Regions from separate parts of the Mus musculus genome. Here region 1 is linked to region 2. A link is a contact called in public Hi-C data. All regions are on one chromosome and are shown on one strand. The core of a region is the stretch at or near the end of the contact, and the rest is flanking DNA. Distances in the headings are between cores, read along the strand shown.

The links. A called contact is a pair of places that touch in the nucleus more often than the background predicts.
Region 1: a contact with region 2 is called in a Hi-C map of uterus. The contact joins two enhancer-like sites. A contact is called at or near these places in 6 of 484 Hi-C or Micro-C datasets (the N1E-115 cell line, embryonic fibroblasts, embryonic stem cells and 2 more), 3 of 115 datasets of contacts at active chromatin or transcription factors (embryonic stem cells and intestinal villus epithelium) and 1 of 9 other capture datasets (embryonic trunk).

Annotation. Positions count from the first base shown.
Region 1 is chr2:59,669,526-59,673,308 of GRCm38.p6, reverse strand. The region is part of intron 2 of Tanc1 (tetratricopeptide repeat, ankyrin repeat and coiled-coil containing 1); the gene reads right to left. Among named protein-coding and RNA genes, the nearest start is that of Tanc1, 59 kb to the right of the region's middle. Within about 2 kb of position 2,363, at least 189 of the 459 cell types and tissues checked have an H3K27ac peak or open chromatin away from gene starts, as enhancers often do. A contact at or near this core is called in uterus, where this site is marked.
Region 2 is chr2:59,524,937-59,528,533 of GRCm38.p6, reverse strand. No RefSeq gene overlaps it. Among named protein-coding and RNA genes, the nearest start is that of Gm39831, 15 kb to the right of the region's middle. Within about 2 kb of position 1,438, at least 15 of the 459 cell types and tissues checked have an H3K27ac peak or open chromatin away from gene starts, as enhancers often do. A contact at or near this core is called in uterus, where this site is marked.

The DNA of each region.
Region 1 (3,783 bases), core at 1,114-3,613, 140 kb before region 2:
AGGCAGGAGATAAAGGTGAGAAGCAGCAACTCAAAGCATCTGTAAGGAACACACCCACCCTAAGCCCTTGGGGGGTGAGGGGAAGAGCGATTATGCCTATGGCTGCCATGTGGGAAGGGATGGCCACCGGGCACTGCTAACTGCTGTCACTCTAAAGGGTTCCTTTAGCTCTCTACCTTCCCCCTGACCCTGTTCTACTTGGTTATCTCTTTCCTAATTTCCTTCTCCTGGGGTGGGAGACCTTTGCCTGAGTCATCATCTTCTGTTAGTGTTCCTCACTTGTATCCAGAGTGATGTGGCCATTCTCAGGCCCCACAGCCAATCCTCGGAGCTGGAACCCAGGAGTCTGCGTCTCCCTCACAAATCCTTCCATTCCCCTGAAGTGAGTTCTCCGGATGAGCGGTTCAGCCTCCCCCTAACACAGACGACTTCCCGGGGACGGTTTCATGGCCTGTTGCCTCTTCTCCTCCTGGATCTTCTGACATCCTCCCTGGGTCTCCAGTGCTGCTGCCCCTTTAAGGTCAAATGCCCCTTGGATCTCAGCCTCTCTATGCATCACACAACAGGCGCCCAGGATGCAAGGCTATTTCTAACTGCAGGTTTCAGGTCTGCTAATTCTACCTGCTAAAAACATAATGGTAAAGTCCATGCCATGGCTCAGAAAGTCCCATGGATTTCCAGAACACTGGACTATCAGAAAAGGCCTCTCCCTCAGGCCTGGGCTGCCCTCTATCCACGTCCTCACCATCCGATAAAATGTTCTTTTTTTTCCTTTTCATGATAAAATTGAATTGGGCACGGGTGAGAAAACACTGTTGGTGAGACAAGACTAGGGCAGCCTGACAGGCCACAAGCTGTAAACTCATCCAGAAGACAGCTAGGAACCTAGTAACACGTTTGGAGTTGTCACAACCAGGGACTAAGCTCACCGGAGTCCAGCAGAGAGGTCCCAACCTCCACCTCCTCCCACATCCAGCCTTCCAGCCAATTCACCTCCTTTGGGATACAACTCTCACAGGAGGGAGGATCTGGTTTCCCATGCCACTGGTAATTAAGAGGGTGGAGGGACTGTCAGATCAAGGCACAATGACAGCCCTGAGAAGTAAAGTCTGACAGAAGAAAATACACAGTTTAGCCTTTCAATTCCCCAAAGCACCCAGGGACATCAAAACAATACAAGACAAGACACACGAGGACCGGCTCAGAAAGATGACCCTGGGCAGCACGAAGATGACGAGGCCGAACTGTCTCTAAGACCCAAGTATTCTCTAACACACAATGGGGTCTGCAGCCAACCTCAATGTTCTGTCTCCTGGTAACCCCCAGGACCCCGGCAGCCCTTCTCGGAAGTCAGGGCGCACCACTCGGCACTGCCATTTGGATGTGGAACTTCCCCTGGCTCCCACCACAGCCGTCATGCCCTCACCTACCTTTTTGATGGTAAAAGCCCCTTCACCAGATTACGGGCTTCTCAGAGTACAGGGCTCCAGTGTGGGGTGGAAGCCACGCCCTTCCTCTCTGAATTACAGCTAAAGCCTGTGGGCTCAGTCAACTCAATCATCCAGAACTCCTGGGGAAGGCAGCATTTAAATGGGTGTGTTTTAAGACAGTCTTCCATACTCTGTAAAGGTTATCATTTCTCCTGCTTTGAGGTTAATAAAATGAGTTGACATAGTAGGGCTCTGCAATCAGTGAGGTAAGCAGTAACTACCTTGGGATGGAACCTGTATGAAACAGAGAACCAAGCAATAAATTCAGCACGGTGCATAAAGGCACTGGGGGGGGGGGGGGTTCCCTTGCTCAAAAATATTAGAACAGACCTACTTGATAGGCAACAGCATTCAAAACCACTGAGTTGTTTTAGGTTTAATGAAGAAATTACTGTAATAAGCTTAACCTGGTAGTTGTGTAAGATAAGGCTGCATACTTAGTTTGAGGATGTGGGAGTGGGTGCACTAAACAATTAAAGCTATTAACTAGCAAGGAGTTACAATGCACACTATAGTCCTGGGTCTTAGAAATCTGAGGCAGGAGGGTCATGAGCTCTGGCGTAGTCTAGCCTGGGCTACTAAGACCCAATCTCAAAATGGGAAATAAAATCCACATGTGCGTCTATATCCAAAAAACACCATCCTCGGTATTGTTTCAAACTTATTAAATACGATTCTTTCACTCAAACCCCAGTCATTTACAACCAATGCAGGCCCAAACGACTGCCCAAGGCACTAAGAACCTCTCAGCTGAGGTCCAGGCAGCCAGGATTTCCAGGCCTGGTCGGCTGTTTTCAGTGTCCACAGCCCTCTCTTCCCACAGCCAAGCCTCTTAACCCTTGGCCCCACCCCGTCCCTTCCTGGCTCAATCCAGTGGGAACTTCTGCACTAGAGATTTAAATAGCCCCTGGCCCAGTCACTCTAGTTAGCAACCCTGACCCTGTGTCCGCTTCCTCTCCTGCAGCGCACAGGCCTAGCCCACCCTCTACCTCCGTTCTGATAAGGAACCCGGGACTCTCCCCAGATAACCTGTTAAATCCCCTAGGGCTGAGATGCTACCTTGCTCTTGGGTTTTGTCTAAGACACTGGCAGTCACTCTGAATCCACATGGCCACAGCAGGTTAGGGGACACAGGGTGTGCCCTACCCACCCCCATGGGTAGAACCCTCAGGACCGTTCAGGCCATTCATCCTATTCCTCCCGAAGACCCTTGCCCTGCTCTTTTGGAACAAGGACTTCCTCCCAGCTGCAGACAGGCCTGCTGTCCCCACCCCTGGGCAGGGAGCTCCAGGCCCAAGGCTTGGCACTGATTAGGAAATGACTCATCGCAAAGCACCGAAGGGGCCTCTGGCTATGGTACAAGTAAGTCACAAGATCTGGATCTATCTATCCAATCAGAGGGAGGAGGAAGAGGAGGACAAAGAGGAGGAGGAAAGGGAAGAAGAGGAGGAAGAGAAGGAAAAAAGAAGGAGGAGGAGCGGAAAAATAAAATCCTAGCTGAGTGCTCACGCTGACCTGGGGTGAGCTGAAGCCACTGTACCCACAGCAGCCCGCTAGCTCTAAGGTAAAAAGCTGAAGTCAGAGACATAACAACGGCTGTGTGGGCAAAGAAGGCCAAAGGAGTCCCGTGGACAGTTCCAAAGCTAATAGTTACTGGCCACAGGTGGCTGAGGCAGCAGAATTCCTAAAAGTTTCAGGCCAGTCTAGGCTAGGGATTGACAACCTGTATCAAAACCAAAACCAAACAAGAGAGAAACAAAAAGGCAAAACTGTTCCTTAAATTACAGTATCAGACTTATATACAACCCGTACAGTGGCTAACACTATAACTACAGCATGGAGAGGGGGGTTGCTGAGGCCTGCCATAACTTTGAGGCTAAGCTTGAGTTACAGAGTGTGACCTTTGCTCCACCCATACTACCCCATCCCACCCCACCCCACCCCAAAAAAGGAAAAAAAAGAAAAAGGCTAAATGGACTATTCTTTCCTAGACAACAAAGTTGCCATGTTCAAAGCTAAATATATAATATATATTATATATATAATACATATTATATATTTATATATACACACACACACATATATATATAGTATATATATGTACTGCTTTTGACCTGTAGAAATACCTTTCCTCACTCTGTTTTATAACTCTGCTTTTGATCTCATTAAAAATCCAGAAAACCCACCCCATAATCAGCATCCAAACGCTGACACCATTGCATACACTAGCAAGATTTTATTGAAAGGACCCAGATGTAGCTGTCTCTTGTGAGACTATGCCGGGGCCTAGCAA
Region 2 (3,597 bases), core at 189-2,688:
TTGGGACGAACACACACACACACACACACACACACACACACACGAGTTAAATACTCTTGTCAAAGCTATGAAAACCTGCTGGGTGGTGATGGTGTATGCCTTTGATCCAAGCACTTGGGAGGCATAGGCAGGGGTAATCTCTGAGTTTAAGGCCAGCCAGGTCTACAGATCAAGTTCAGAGACAGCCAGGGTTATAAAAGAAAAACAAAACAAAACAAAACAAAACAAACAAACCTAAAACTCAGGGACTCAGCGATTCTTAGCACTTGAGCATCATCTCTTACATTGTTTGCCCTGGAAATGCTCTCTGAATCTGTAACCATAGCAGGATATTGCAATGGAAGGCTCAGCTCCGTGTTGAGCTGCGATAGGCATAATATTTCAAAGTTAGGCCGTGGACACCATCTATGGAACAAAAATGGACTTCCAGATTTTGCCCTCTTTTCCATGGAAAGACATATTTATCCTCTCTGTATGTACATAGGACATACATGTACATTGCCAAGGATATAGGGATGCGGGGCCATGACCTCAGGCCATGTAAAGCATTCTTAGGTACTGTGAGTTGTGACAAAGATTCCCATGGAGGAAGCTCTAAAAAAACCCCACAAAACCCCATCAGAGAAGATAAATCAGTTACACGCAATCATATACCATTTCCTGTTGCTATGAGAAAACATCTGAGACCTTGTAACTTAAAAAGTGTAGCGGTGGGTATAGTTCGTGACTCTGGAATCCATGACCACGTGTGTGGGTCAGAACACAGCAGAGAACCGAAGGGCAATCTGTGTAAGAGATGGAACACGGGGTGTGGGTACACTTTATCACAACTTTCTCACTCAAACGTACACTCAGTCCCTCAGGAAAGGCTGTAATTCTCCTCTAACTATTGCATCAAAGCCTTCACCTTCTGAGACACCCACAGTAGCAGCCAAATTTCCAACAGGAGTTTCAGAATGGACAAACCATATCGAAACGTAGCATCAACCCATCAGCAAGAAGAGTGGGGAGCACCTCTTGGCTTTTGTTTTGTTTTTGTTTTGAAGTGCAGTTTCAAGTAGTCCAGGCTGGCCTTGAACTCTCACTGAGGTCATCAAGCTGGCAGTGGGGATCATGGAGAAGTTGACAGCTCCTTTTCCCCCACCACAAACCTCCCCAGGAGCCACCTTAGCCCTCAGAGTTTAGGGTTTTACTTGGGACCCAGCATTTAAAACCTGACCAAGTGTTTGTTTGTGTTCTAAGAAACAGTTTCTCCCTGAGGACCTTCAACTACACAGATAAGCATCGTCCTGCCTGAGGTTTTTGGCAATGCCGCCCTGCTAGTGGTCATTAGGAAGTGCGTGGGAGTCTGTTTTGATTGTCACAATGGTTGGTGGGGAGGAGGATGAGGCGAGACTTTATAGAGCAAAGGTCTGGGATGCTAAGCATCCTAGAATTCCCAGAATTGTCCTGCATGAAATTGGACCAGCTCCACCCCCGTGGAGCTACACCCTCAGAAGCCAGGCCTTGGAAAGAATGGGGGCTGGCCGAAGTATAAGCACATTTTAACTGTGTTCCCTTTGTGCTTACCCACTGTGTCCGTGACACCGAGATTGAAATTCCTGCGCTGACCTATAAAACTCTTCCTGATGCTCAGGCCTCCAAGCTGCATCGATGCTGTGAAGCCAGGCAGGAGCTCATGGACTGATTGCAGCCTGGAGCCTTAGAAGAGCTGGCCAGGCTTAAACCTGCTGGGGTCGGGGCACTGAACTCCAGGATTGGCTAGGCTGAGAAAACCTGGCAGGGTCTGATTATGTTTGACGGAATCACCTCTGTTTTTGGTCTTGGAAGTCTCTGAATGAACTAGCTCACACAAGGTAGTTGTCATGTGACTGATTTAAGATCCTGAGATGCATGGATACCTGATTATGCAGGTCGGCCAAGGTTAGCCACAGAGATTCTTATTACAGGGATGGCAAGAGCCAGAGTCCAGAAAAGGACATTCATGGTCAGAAGCTGAAGTCAGAGAGGTTTGTTTTGATGATGATGATGTGTGTGTGTGTGAGTGAGAGAGAGAGAGAGAATGTGTGTGTGTGTGTGTGTGTGTGTGTGTGTCTGTGTGTCTGTGTGTGGTACTAAGAATGTTCTAGAAGTACACACCTGGTTTGAGGTGTAGTAGAAGTCTTCCTTCTCAGGAGGCCTGGCAGGTCTCGGCATGTTACCTGAGGAATCTTGTTTTGTTTTTTGTTTTTGTTTGTTTGTTTTTGTTTTACTAGACAGGGTTTCTCTGTGTAGCCCTGGCTGTCCTGGAACTCACTCTGTAGACCAGGCTGGCCTCCAACTCAAAAATCCGCCTGCCTCTGTCTCTCAAGTGCTGGGATTAAAGGCGTGAGCCACCACCGCCCGACCTGAGGAATGTTGTAGCCACAGCAAACTAAATTTGAAGTTTCCAAGGAGACAGTGAAGGAGGCCCAGAAATTTTCTTCATCTGCTCTCAGCAACCTGCAGCCATGGCCCAGGACTTCATGATAGAAATGAGTGCGTGCAGGAAAAGAATCCAAAGGAGCGACAGGAGTTCTGCATCATTCCTGGTTTTCTCAGGTAGTGAGTGTGGCCCCTTTGGGTGGAAAATTAGATGCCACTTCAGGTGCATTCACCGGAGGCTTTCAAGGGTTTCTCTCACCTTACCAACACCTGCATGATCCAATGCCATCTCAGATCTTGCAAAAGTAAAAACTGGACTAGCAAAGTAAAAACTAGAGAAAATTAAAAGGGTGAAATTGATAACCAACACCTCTTTCACTGGGGCAGATCACAGCATCCACAGGTCAGGGACTCCGACGGCCATTTCAATATTACCTGAGAAGTTCTACTACAGGCCCCACAGTCTCTTGTCTTCCCGCAGAACATACATAAATATTTAGCTGCAAACTTCAGGACAGAATAAAGCCAGACCTCCAATTTATTTGAAAGGAAAATTTTATAGCAGATACTTAGGTCGTTAAAGAGAAAAAGCAGCTGAACTGGTTGTAAAACTGAAGATTAACTAAGAGTCAACATGAATTCTCTCAGATCCTGGGTAGGAAAACCAGTCATCACTCAGAATTAGATCTGTGGAGCGGGGGGGACCAGCTCCCTGAAAAGCTCTGTTTTCTCTCAGGAATACTTAGCTTGGCATAAGGAAAATGAAAACAAATTAAAACAAAACAAAACAAAACTCATTTCTGGCTTCATTTTCTCTGGAGAGTTAAAAAAGACACTTGTGTTGAATGCAGGTTTTCTCTGCAACCTCATTCTGGCTGTCAAGTGAGAAAGCCCAGTGTAGGCTCTCCAGCAGCTCCGGTCTGTCCACACGTCTCTGAAAACAAGACCTCCCATACACAGCTAGTCTCCTTTCGTCAGATGAACGTTTGGAAAGAAATTTTACTTATAGTATGTCCTACAGGAAATGGTGGGGTACACGTGGTACCCCCTACTTTTGCTGCAGTTGGATGTGAAAGGGCTAATGTGTGTTTCCCAGCACATTTTACAAAACTTTAGTACATTAAGAAGACCTGGCTACTAAGGTCGAATTCTACCATGCCTAGATAGTTCTTCTGAGATCCATGCAAAATGGAG